Linked DNA regions of Mus musculus: region 1 is linked to region 2. The links are chromatin contacts, called in public promoter capture Hi-C maps. All regions are on one chromosome and are shown on one strand. Each heading gives the region's core, a stretch centred on a gene start, on an enhancer-like site or on the middle of the called end of the contact. The rest is flanking DNA. Distances are from core to core; before and after follow the strand shown. Region 1 holds the start of Gnl3 (guanine nucleotide binding protein-like 3 (nucleolar)). Region 2 overlaps Il17rb (interleukin 17 receptor B).

Region 1 (6,612 bases), core at 1,582-4,081, 1.0 Mb before region 2:
GATGTTAGGATGGCCTTATTTACAGTAAAAAATGCAAGTGTCTGACAATGAATCTGGATACTCCCAGTGCACAATAAATACTTCAGAAGTCTGGGAAGAGGAAAATCAAAGTACTTGCCATGCAAGCATGAGGGCCTGAGTTCAGATCCCCAGGACCCACAACAAAAGCTAGGCACAACTGTGTGGCCCTCTGACCCCATCACTGAAGGTACAGAGGAGGTGTAAAGACATTAAGATCACTGGGGTTTGCTGGCGATCAGCCTAGTCAAACCCCAGCAAACTCCAGGTATATAATGAGAGAATTTGTCTTCAAAAATAAGGTAGCCCTGGAGAGATGGCTCAGAGGTCAAGAGCACTGGCTACTCTTCTATAGGGCTTGAATTAGATTTCTAGCACCCACATGGCAGCCATAACCATCTGTAACTCCAGTTCCAGGGGACCCTCTTCTGATTTCTTGAGGCACAGCCATACATGGAGACAAAACATCCACACACATAAGATAAAAATGAATAGATCTTAATATAAATTAAAAAAAAACAAACAATAGAAAAACAATGCCATGGATCTCTAGCCTCTACAGACACAGGCATACATATACCAAGTAAGTCTTTTAAAGAGTACTTAAGAATATGGAACTGTGGGGGCTGGAGAGATGGCTCAGCAGTTAAGAGCACTAACTGCTCTTCCAGAGGTCCTGAGTTCAATTTCCAGCAACCACATGGTGGCTCACAACCATCTGTAATGGGAACTGATGCCCTCTTCTGGTGTGTCTGAAGACAGCTATGGTATACTCATATACATAAAATAAATATTAAAAAAAAAATATGGAACTGTGTAAGTACCTAGTATAGCCAAATACCTGACAACATACTTTTAGTATTCTGTGTTTTTTAGTAATATTCAGCATTGTAACAAATACTTAAAACAAAAATTGTGGTAATAAGTAGGCAATTACCATCCTACTTCTCACAGGAAAACCACCTTCACCACTGCCACTCAGAGCCTTTAATATTTACCTACTCCTTATGTTATCTTTTGTTGTTGTTGTTTTCTCTCCTTTTCTTTTTGCAACAGGGTCTCATCCATACCATATTAGTCTTGAACTCAGGGCTTGAATTTCTGAGCCTCCTGCCTCCACATGCTAAATGCTGGGATAGCATGTACCACCATGTCCAGTTTATGTAGTATACGGACCTGAACCCAGTGCTTCACAAATATACCAGATTCTCTACCAACTCAACTACAGTTCAACCCAACTATCTTTCCCATAAATGGAGTGATATAAAAATGAAGAGGTAACCAAGTCAGCACTCTCTTTCATGATGTCTGATGTCTTCCTAACAGTCTACTAGACGGGTCTATAGCATGGGGATTTGGGGAATGCACTAGTACTTGAGCTACGTTTCACACTCTAAGGTGCATCTGCACATACAGGTGTTACTGTTTTAATCCCAAACATGTCTTCAGCAGTTACTATCCTCACTTCCCCCACCCTCCAGCAGTGGCACACGCCTGTAAACCCAGCATTCAGGAGACTGAGGCGGGTGATCCAGAAGTCTGAGGTAAATCTAGCAGCAAAGTAAGGCCACTTCAAAGATAAACGAGGATACTTTCCAATCTTTCATTTTGGATCTTAAAAACTACTAAAGCAAAAGCTATGTTCCTCAACATCTGGAATCCAATATGCTTCTGAATTACTTTGGGGGGAAAAGCCTACTACCAAATGGGTTAAGAAAGAAACGTATAACCACTTTTTTGTTTTAATGGCAGGTCTCACTATGTAACCCAAGTACACTGGAACTTGCGATACTCCCAACTCAAGAGCTAGAACAGGTGTTTTCTACTGTGCCTGGCTCCTACAGTAAGTTTTGAAAAGTTTGGATTAAGATAGCATATTCCACCATACGCTTCTATAGTTAGTCCTCGAATTCCTACATCCGGTCTATTGTGTATTTGTCATTTGTTTTCCAGGAATTTTATATTTTTGTCCCCCCTTTGATATCAAATTTTCTTAAAATAAGACTCACTTCTTCAGAAAACAAAATTTTGAAACGGAAAATACTTTTAAAACCAGAAAATACAGTTTACAAAAACTCAACTCGTCGTGACGGTACAAATGAGAAGCTTAAGTACCTAGCCTGTAAATAAGTAAGTCTCTCTGACAAAAACAAAAAAATATTCCGTTTGGGCGATCATTGGGAAAGAAAAAAACAAAAACAAAAACTCAATAGGGAGTTTTTTGCCGAACGCACAAGAAACCAAAAAAAAAAAAAAAAAAAAAAAAAAAAAAAAAAAAAAAAAGAGGCCTTGAGAGGCGGAGGAAAAGAAGAGTTCGCCCGACCTGTCACTGGTTCTGGGGCTAAAGGAAACGTTGACAGCTTTGAAGGCGGCCCGCGACGGGCGGGAAAGAGCAGCGAAGGGAGTTTCCGGGCCCTGCTCTGCCTTTGTCCCGGCGGCAGGTGCGGCCGGGCTGCTGGGCCCTGTCCCGAGGCCCCGCCGCCGTGCCGTGCCGCGCCCCGCCCCGCGCCCTGCCCGACCAGCGCGTCCGCACCACGGGGCGGGGCCTCCGCCGCGACTCCCGCCCGCCCGCCCGCCCGCCCGGGCCGACACAAAGGCCCGGCAGCCGGCCGAGGAGGGGCGGCCCCGCCCGCCCCGGGCCCGGCCTTACCCCGCCGCTCCGCCGCCTGCAGCCCCGGCTGCGGTCCCCGACCGCCGAGCCCCGCCCCGTGGCCGCCACGGCTGCTAGCGCTCCTCTGGCCGCGGCCGTCTCTCCGGCACCCGCCGCCCTCACCGCCCTCACCCCTCCCAGTGCTGCCGTAAATCCAACCTGTGGCCGCCAGGCGAGCCCGGCTCGGCGCGACAGTGTATGTGTGTGCGCGCGCACTCGGCCCGGCCCCGACACACTTTCCGGCAGGTCCTGGAGCGCGTGACGTTGAACCGCAGTTCCAGTTCGCACGTGGCGCCCGAGAAGTCGTGGTGATCCCGAGACCTCCTCTGCTCCTGAAGCGTCCGCGGCCAGGATGAAGAGGCCTAGTGAGTGGGGTCGGGAGCGAAACGCGCGGGTGGTGCTTTGTGGCTGGAGGGAGAGGACTCTCCATAGGCCATTGATGAGTTCCGCGTAGATCTGATGCTTAGAAGGCCCAGACCCAAATTTGGCCTGTTGTATAGCAGGAGAGCTAAGCCCTTGAGAGGAAAACCGAGCCAGATTTCTGTGATTAACGTGTTTGAGCCTCTTTTCGAGCCTGCCGTTTTCCTAGAACTATTCAGAACCATGGTCTTTCGGCCTTGGTGGCACGCGCCCTAATCATGTACACGAAGGATGACGCAGTAAGATAGAAAGTTTGCAGCCAGCCTGGGCTGTATACTGAAACCATGGCTTAAAAATTAAAAAAAGAGCCTGGCCGTGTTGGCGCACGCCTTTAATCCCAGCACTTGGGAGGCAGAGGCAGGCGAATTTCTGAGATCGAGGCCAGCCTGGTCTACCAGGACAGCCAGGGCTACACAGAGAAACCCTGTCTCGAAAAAATAAAAATAAAGAAAGAAACCTTGATATTTGTAGTGCTTTCCTCTAGAAGCTGCTTCCATTGTGGGTCCACCGAGTCGAATTGACTGGCGTTGTGGTGTGATTTCCATTAAATACCCTGCATAACTTTGCAGGGACGGTTGAGGCAAGATCTATGTTGCCCGGGATAGCCTTATTGTTGTAGGCCCCCATGGCCTGATAAAACAATCTCTTGAGGGCCAGGAATATGGCTATAAACACTTGCCACTAAGCCTTACTGTCAAGAGTTCAAACTCATATGATAGGTAGAACTGACTCCTGGAAATTGCTTTCAGACCTACACACAAAATAAGTAAATGAAACATTTTGGGTATGGAGTGAAGACCCAGGGTTGTCCCAGCCCACGTGGCAGCTCCATGCTGTCTGTAGAAGGACAAGTGATGAAGCCCTCTTGTGGCTTCCTTTGCAAGAACACTACATGCACGTGGTTGGTCTGCTGACAAGAGAGGGCAAAACATCCATATAGGTGATGTGAGAAATTTAAAACACTCACTGCTCATGTGTGCAGTCTTTCTCTTTCTTTGTTTTGGCAGAGTTAAAGAAAGCGAGTAAACGTATGACCTGCCATAAGCGATATAAAATTCAAAAAAAGGTAAGTGTTCTGTGAGGCCCATAGCAAGTGGGGTGCTAACATGGCTTTCTTCATCTCTGTGGGGAAGGCTCTTGTCATGGTATAGGATTGGACAGACTGCAGCTGTGGGAAAGTACAGGGTAAACGAAAGCCTCAAGCTAGCACACTGGCATCTTTACAGAGAGCTGCAACACTTTTCTGTTTTTTGTGTACATGTTAATTCCCTGTATAGTTCCAGTTGAAGTTCTGCTTTTCTAGGGTGCTTCACATCCATTATAAATTGCGGATAGGCTGGCTTGTTCCCTAAGTTCTCAGTGCTTATGTATTTTTGTAGGGCGAGTTGTTTCTTTTGTATTAATACTGAGGATTGAACCAAGGCAAGTGCCTTCCGACCTCATAGAGCTGTTTTTAATAGGTCCGAGAACATCATCGAAAATTAAGGAAGGAAGCTAAAAAACGGGGTCACAAGAAGCCTAGGAAGGACCCAGGTGTTCCAAATAGTGCTCCCTTTAAAGAGGCTCTTCTTCGTGAAGCTGAACTAAGGAAACAGCAGGTAATTTTTGCTGGCTGAAAGCTCCAGTAGAATGATATATGTGGTTTCCAAAGCAATACACTGCCACCAGTCACTCGCTCATTCCTCTCTTTCACGTCTCTGACACAGCTTGAAGAACTAAAACAGCAGCAGAAACTTGATAGGCAAAAAGAGCAAGAAAGGAAAAGAAAACTTGAAGTTAGCCCTGGTGATGAGCAGTCTAATGTGGAAACTAGGGAGGTAAGGTTATCTTTCCTTAAAACTTGCGTTCCTTGGGAGTAACAAAACGTAGGCTTTCTCATCCATTTAAAATATATTGCCTGTAGTGATCTGTGGGAAATGTTGATATACTGGTAACAACTGCTGTTTCTAATTTTTCTTCCTTTTAGGAATCTGACGAGCCCAAAAGAAAGAAAGCCAAAGCAGGCAAACAGAATCCAAAGAAGTTACATTGCCAGGAACTTAAAAAGGTACCTTAGTATAGGTTAGTGTCAAAAATGATCTAAGATTTTTGAAAACTTAGTCCTTGACAGCTGCTTTGTAAAGAGGGAATTCTTAGAACGCTGTTGAAGTCAGAGTCTAAAGGGTGGGCAGTGGATTCCCAATGTGCTTGCTTGCTAGAGCTCCCCATTTCAGGCATGCATTTCCCAAGCTCACCTACCTGCCTTCTAAAAAGGCCTGTTAACCTAAGGACTCAATTGGGTAGATTATATGTCCAGACTTAACAGTCAACATACTTGATAGTGAAATGCATACAGGAGATCCTATCTTCTGGATTCACTGTCAGTGTTGAGGGTGCTACTCAGTAAGGACTGCTGCTCTGATGGTTTCTTACTTGACAGGTGATTGAAGCCTCAGACATTGTGTTAGAAGTTTTGGATGCCAGAGATCCTCTTGGTTGCAGGTGTCCTCAGATAGAAGAAGCTGTTATCCAGAGTGGGAGTAAGAAGCTGATACTTGTATTAAATAAGTCTGGTGAGTACAAACACTCCCCTTTATCTATTTTGTGCACTATGAGGTATGAGGAAAATATCGGACAGTCTGATTACCACTGAAGACTGATAAGATCCAACTCTGACCTCAACAAAGCCAATGAATGTGCACTCTGGTGGCCAAAGACCTGGGGGGAGGTAGTTTCTGCAAGTGATTATTCACTTGGCTTTTTCTGTTCTGCTTTTTAATATTTAGCTTCAATGTGAGTTTCCATAACCACTTTATTTCATATAGGAACTGATGTGAGCGTTTGCCATTTAAACTGGGGTACAAGAAAAGTTACTATGTGGGATAAAATATTAAATAAAATTATTAGATATCTGGGTGGGTTTAAGCACCAGGAAGAGAGCCCAGAAGAAAGAAAAATTTGGGCAACTAGCTAAATTGCCAGCCTCAATAAATATGTTCAAGCCTCAATAAATATAAGGGACAAGGGAAAGATACTGGAGAGAAGAATGTAAGAATGTGCCTTGGGCTTAGAAAACTGGTGCCACAGTAACAAGTAATTCTGGGAACAGGCGTGACTTGACTTCGTGCCTAGGCTGAGTGAGCAATCCTGGAGATGCTGAGGTTCACACGTGGCTCAGTTGGTCCAGTGCCTGCCTGGTACTCAGGAAAGGTGGTTTGTTCCTCATCACCACATAAAACCAAGCGTGCTAGTACCCCTCTGTGATCCCATCGCTGAGGGGCGAGGGGAGGTTCCAGAGCTGAAGGGCATCCTCAGTTCCGGCCTGGACGCCATGGGACTGTGGGGACTGAGAGGTGGAGATGGGACACCTCAAGACACAGGCCGCGCGGTAGGAAGTTTATTTTCTTTCTCTTAAATTTCTCTCAAAACATTGGGGAAGTACAGATTAGTAAGATCAGTAGTTAACACTAGTCTTAAAACCACTGAATTGAAGTGTCTTTCCCAATTCAGATCTAGTACCAAAGGAGAATTTGGAGAACTGGCTA
Region 2 (6,242 bases), core at 833-3,332:
TGAGCCTAGCCTGTGATGGCTGAACCATCATTCATTACACAATAATACATTTTTTGGAAGAGATCTGGATACTGGCAAAGAACCCTTAATCAGCAGATCCCTCCCTCCCCCCAAGACCTTCCAGCCCTTGGTTTGCAAGGTCTAAACTTCCAAGGAGAGTAAAAGAATCTGTTTACAAAGGGTGACTGAGCTGTTTCCTGCAGACAGACGCATGCTGGGAGGCTGGCTGCCTCTCTTCCTGGTGCTGCTGGTGGCTGTGTGGGTGCTGGCAGCTGGGATCTACCTAACTTGGAGGCAAGGTAAGGGTGGTGGTCACTTTCTGAAGACCCTCTAATGAGATCCTATCTGCATATGTAGAAAAAGAAATCTGGCATAAACCTGCACTCTGAGGCCCTGAGAGGAAGAGGAAGTGGGGTCAGGGGTCCAAGGATGTTATGAATTACTGTTCAAGGCTAGCTTGAGCTACATGAGGATCTGTCTCAAAAAACCAAAAAGAAGCTCTTAGTGTACCCTGGGAGTTATTCCTATGTCATGGCCAAAGATTAACTCCGTACTTTTAAGCTAAGAAAGCCACATGAACTTTCACCTCAGGAATATCTGCATCTAGAGGATGCTGTTGGTGCCATGCTACTACAGGGTTACAGTAGCTTTCTACATAGTCTTGCTGTGGTGCACAGGGTGTGGCTGAACTTCATAGGGGTAGAAGAACCCTACCACCTGCAGGGAGAAAATGGTACAAATCACAGTTGACCCAACTCCTAAAATGATAAGTAGAGGTCACATCTGTGTCACAGTACAGAAGTTTCAGCAGCTTGCTTTAAACACAGTGACCTCAAACCTCAGCAGCTGCTGAGTTTATCTGAAAAGAACAGGGCTTGACTATGAAGGCTGATTTGTTGATAAGGACTTAAAAATACATCTTTTCAAGTGCTTTTAAGATTCAAGCATCAGTGTTTCAGGTATTCAAAAGGACTATCAAGGACCTTTTCTCCTGTCGGGAACAAAGCTCTGACCCTGATCTGGCTGACAGTCTGGTGGGGAGCCTTTAGTAGTTTTAGACTACTGTAAAGGCCTGCTATCTGTCACACAGTTAACAAAGTCCCCCCCTTCTCCTCCAGGAAGGAGCACGAAGACGTCCTTTCCTATTTCCACCATGCTCCTGCCCCTCATTAAGGTCCTGGTGGTTTATCCTTCTGAGATATGTTTCCATCACACCGTCTGTCGCTTCACTGACTTTCTTCAAAACTACTGCAGAAGTGAGGTCATCCTTGAAAAATGGCAGAAAAAGAAAATCGCCGAGATGGGGCCGGTACAGTGGCTGACCACTCAGAAGCAAGCGGCAGATAAAGTGGTCTTCCTTCTTCCCAGTGACGTCCCGACCCTTTGTGACAGTGCCTGTGGCCACAATGAGGGCAGCGCCAGGGAGAACTCTCAGGATCTGTTCCCTCTTGCCTTTAACCTCTTTTGTAGTGATTTCAGCAGCCAGACGCATCTGCACAAATACCTGGTGGTCTATCTTGGGGGAGCAGACCTCAAAGGCGACTATAATGCCCTGAGTGTCTGCCCCCAATATCATCTCATGAAGGACGCCACAGCTTTCCACACAGAACTTCTCAAGGCTACGCAGAGCATGTCAGTGAAGAAACGCTCACAAGCCTGCCATGATAGCTGTTCACCCTTGTAGTCCACCCGGGGGAATAGAGACTCTGAAGCCTTCCTACTCTCCCTTCCAGTGACAAATGCTGTGTGACGACTCTGAAATGTGTGGGAGAGGCTGTGTGGAGGTAGTGCTATGTACAAACTTGCTTTAAAACTGGAGTTTGCAAAGTCAACCTGAGCATACACGCCTGAGGCTAGTCATTGGCTGGATTTATGAAGACAACACAGTTACAGACAATAATGAGTGGGACCTACATTTGGGATATACCCAAAGCTGGGTAATGATTATCACTGAGAACCACGCACTCTGGCCATGAGGTAATACGGCACTTCCCTGTCAGGCTGTCTGTCAGGTTGGGTCTGTCTTGCACTGCCCATGCTCTATGCTGCACGTAGACCGTTTTGTAACATTTTAATCTGTTAATGAATAATCCGTTTGGGAGGCTCTCACTAATGTGTAGCTTCCTAAGAGAAGAAGCCTATTACACACACAAGCAGACACTCTGCCTGACCAGATGATCCAGTTTATGTGTAACCACTGTACTGTTTGCTGTTGGGACAGTGCTTTCCCTTGCCAAACTTTTGGACAGGTAACCTTTACCTTTTATCTTAGAAGGGCTAGGAACTGAACCCAGGGTATTATGCACACTAGACAAATGCTCTGACACTGAATTACACCTCAGTCTCCCACGGGTGACTCTCTAAGTGAATATGCAAGCATATCACCAGCAGGGCGGTGGTGGCACACGCCTTTAATCCCAGCACTCGGGAGGCAGAGGCAGGCGGATTTCTGAGTTCAAGGTCAGCTTGGTCTACAGAGTGAGTTCCAGGACAGCCAGGGCTACACAGAGAAACCCTGTCTTGGAAAAACCAAAAAAACTAACCAATCAACCAAAGCCCCACATCACCAGCTGGATGTGGTGGCACGTGGCACATACCTTTAATCCCAGCACTCAAGTGGAAGAGGCAGGAGGACCTCTGGGTGTGTGAGGCCAGCCAGAGACAGAGTGAGGCTCTGTCCCAAACAAACACAAGTTGCTACCTATAAATCCAGTGTCTACTTTTGTCCAGTTACCTGTCCACTATTGAAGTTCGCAGAGTTCTTGGTTATTACATAACATTTCCTATTCAAGTCAAAACTAATTCTTCAAGTGAGATCAACTCTCTTTAAGTAATATATCTTTTTCTATAACTAATTGCGTAAATAAAAACCCACCAAGAACTGGAGAGGTGGCTCCGAGGCTTAGAGCGCTGGCTGCTCTTCCAGAGGACTTGGTTCGGTTTCCAGCAACCACATAGCTGTTTATAGCCACCTTAACTCCAGTGTCAAAGGGATCTGATAACCCTCTCTGGCTTCCCAGGCCACTCTCCATGCATTTTACAAAGACATTTTATATACAGCAGGACTTTGCTTGCATGTATGTCTGTGTACCACATGTGCTTGGTGCCTGAGGTCAGGCGAGGGTGCCGGATGCCCTGGAACTGGAATTAGGAACAGATGTGAGCCACCATGTGGACTCTGGGAATCCAATCCCAGTCTCCTGCAAGAACAAATGCTCTTAACTGATTCGCTATCTAGCTATACCCCAATGTAAATAAATCTTAATTTAAATCTAAAATAAACCCCCAACCAGAACAAGCAGGAACAGTATACAGCCTTGCTAGGTCTTGAATCTTCTAGCTCCTTACGTTCTCAAAGCAGCTTTTTCTTAATGTAGAAACTACAGCAATGTATATTATCATAAGTATTTGTCTAGTATGGCTTCATAACGCACGATCAATCTATTTTGAAATGGGACCCTGTTTCAGGTAGTTGACTGCTTTGATATCTGTACCTGAAGGTCTGGCATGTTGGACACCCCTTTAATCCTAGGGCTCCGAGGCAGAAGCAGGCAAATCTCTTGAGTTCGAGGCCAGCCTGGTCTACACAGTAAGTTCCAGGACAGCCAGGGCTACATAACTGAGAAACCTTGTTTAAAAAACAAAAAACAAAACAAAAGCAAGTTTGTAATTGATCCGGTAAGTAGCAAACACTTTTAAAAACTATGTATTTTTAATTATGTCTTAGGGGTGTGTGTGTGTATCTGCAATGGGTATGTGCATGTGAGTATCCACTCACAAGAGTATCTATCCACTCAGAAGTATGACTCACAAGAGGCCAAAGGCCTCAGATGCCTTAGGGCTGGAGCTACAGATGGTTGGGAGCGGCCTGACCTGCGCTGGGACCTGAACCCCAGATCTTCCAGAAGAGCAGCGAGTGGCCTTCCTCACTGAGCTGCCTCTCCAGTTCCCTGGGGCACACATTTTAAGTTGCAGTGCACTGGAAGGAAGCAAACAGAGCCGTGGGTTCTGGGGAAAGACTCTGTTTCAAAAAAAAAAAAGGTCATGTTCGAGCATTTGTACATCATGTACAAGGTCCTGGTTTCAATCCACAGCAATACAAAAAGTGTGCTAAAGAGCCAATGTAAAAGGGATTCATTCACTCTAGCACAAGTCTTACAAATAAAATAAAAACCCTGCAGCCAACTTCATCAGCAAATACTCTGATAAGGTGGAGGCAGTGCAGGCGTGGCACACGAGCGTCACATCCAGTGTATGATGTCAGAGGCAGTGCAGGCGTGGCAAGGCTCGGCTATTTGGGAAGACAGTTGCCAGAAGCTTGTAAAAGTGCTGCTAACAGATGGATATAGCTTGTGCCAAAACTTGGACCACAAACCAACTTCCTCCACATCAACACCTACCACTGTAAGTGACCTTCATGTGCGGAATGGTCACAACAGGCGCACTGTGCTTCGGGGAGCGCAGGGATGAGTGTCAACTGTCCAATCAGCCCAGAAACATAAAAGCATATCCTATACATTTGATCCAAAACATAAAAAGCAGGTAATTTTCAAATGAGGAAGTACATCTCCAAATAGTATGCCCCGCTTGCTCGAAGCTGCTTTAGCTGGTTACTCTTACAGCGCCAGCAGGGCTGTGCACCCGAGACTGCTACAGTCCATGGTGATCCCGCGGCTCATCTGACCCACTGTTACCTGCCTCCCAGTCCTCCCCAGGACAAGCCTGGTGACAGACACGGTAGGAGCAGATGCCTAACAGCCAGCTAAACAATTCTGCTCTACCTACCCTGCCTGCCTTGTGCTGTGGCCCCCAGGAGTGCTCCCTGACCTCCTGCTCCCTGACGTGTGTATGTGTTACAAAGACAGTGCTTAACTCCAAGAGGACCTTGTGTGATGTACACAGAACCCAGCCTGACCGCTTTAGCTCCTAACTATTGCTAGAAAAAAAGAGAAGATGCCACAGCTGGTTCCAGTGGTCACCCCTCAGGGCTACATGACACGTTCATCAGGATGGAAGGCTGGACAGCAAGGTTTCCCATCAGGGACAGGGTAAGCCCGACTGAAAGTAGATTATCTCAAATCAGTGTCATACTTTAACATAAAATTGCATTAATTTAATTCTAGGAAAATTAAGCTTCGTGGTCAATAACTTACAATACATACACTCTTTAAGTCTTTTATGTCCTGAGACTCGGTTGTGGTTTTCACCACACAAAGGCAGCTCGTTCCCGTAACATTCGGACACCAAAGCGTTGCCACTCTCGCTGATAAATCCACAGTTCCTGAGTGGTGTCCAAACACGCCAGTACTGCACCTCCTTTCCATGCGATCAGCCGGGGGTCCATGTCCTACACAGCGACAGAGAGTTCAGCCAAGGCAGGGAAGACAGACATGCAACACCATTTTCTGCAAGTGGGGCTGAGACCCTTGCTCAGTCAACAGCAACCAAGCCAGGATTTACATCTGTGTGAAACACAGTAGAAAACTGGCTGGGCTGTACCTTAGTCACATAGCCCCTGCCTAACATGTGTGAGGCTCTGGGTTCAATTCCCTGAACTACCACAAGCAGAACAAAAGGCAGAACCTCCCAACATGCCAATCTCTGACACAGCTGAGGAGAATGTCTCAAGTTTTAATACTGAAGATGCCATTCTTCACTACTCCACAGCAAGCCCCATAGGCAGGCACAGGCCCTTGGAAGTGCCATGAGATGAAGGGGACCCCCAAGACACCTCCCTCAAAAGAAAACTTATCAGAACACCATGGGTTCCCAATACAGACAGATTCTAGTTCTAAACTCGCTGCTTTGTGTTCCTTTTCAAAGGAATTAATGCCAAAAAAAGTCCTTGAGGATCTCCAGTCCCCAGACTGAAACCAGTTCCTGACCACGACCAGAGAGGAGAAGAGGGAGAAGTTCTGGTCCTCAGGGCAAGAGAGAGCCAGCCCTGCCCTGACGCACCGAGAGTCTGCATCAGACTAAAATCAGGAGAACAGGCACCAGAAAAATAAAGCCAGCCTCAACGCTGGCCAGGCATGGCAGTAAACACCCACACTTGGGAGGTAGCAGCAGGAGGGTCAGGAATTCAAGGCCAGCCTTAACCACACAGTGAGTTTGTGTATCTCAAAAAGACCCTATTGGGGCTAGAGAGATGGTGCAGGAGCTAATAAACACCCCTCCAAAGGAGCTGGGTTCAGTTCCCAGCACCTACATGTCAGATCATGACTACCTCAACTCCACTTCCA

The links. Promoter capture Hi-C pulls out the DNA fragments that hold promoters and counts their contacts.
Region 1: a promoter capture Hi-C map of liver shows a contact between it and region 2, with 4 times the contacts expected there. The contact joins the promoter of Gnl3 here to the enhancer-like site in region 2. A contact is called at or near these places in 4 of 39 promoter capture datasets (hippocampal neurons, liver, neutrophils and 1 more) and 1 of 115 datasets of contacts at active chromatin or transcription factors (embryonic stem cells).

What each region holds. Positions count from the first base shown.
Region 1 is chr14:31,015,350-31,021,961 of GRCm38.p6, reverse strand. Gnl3 (guanine nucleotide binding protein-like 3 (nucleolar)) reads left to right here and starts at 2,831. Exons shown (of 15, transcript NM_153547.6): 1 at 2,831-3,033; 2 at 4,096-4,154; 3 at 4,549-4,686; 4 at 4,795-4,905; 5 at 5,055-5,135; 6 at 5,508-5,640; 7 at 6,578-6,612. The coding sequence starts at 3,021. It overlaps Pbrm1 (polybromo 1), which reads right to left and starts at 2,824. Exons shown (of 33, transcript NM_001081251.1): 1 at 2,669-2,824. It overlaps Snord19 (small nucleolar RNA, C/D box 19), which reads left to right and starts at 5,690; the gene lies at 5,690-5,743. RefSeq lists an enhancer at 2,093-2,121.
Region 2 is chr14:29,992,066-29,998,307 of GRCm38.p6, reverse strand. It overlaps Il17rb (interleukin 17 receptor B), which reads left to right. Exons shown (of 11, transcript NM_019583.3): 10 at 204-299; 11 at 1,119-2,140. The coding sequence ends at 1,684. Actr8 (ARP8 actin-related protein 8) reads right to left here. Exons shown (of 13, transcript NM_027493.3): 13 at 5,087-5,347. The coding sequence ends at 5,204. Among named protein-coding and RNA genes, the nearest start is that of Mir6947, 6.3 kb to the right of the region's middle. Within about 2 kb of position 2,082, at least 34 of the 459 cell types and tissues checked have an H3K27ac peak or open chromatin away from gene starts, as enhancers often do. A contact at or near this core is called in liver, where this site is marked.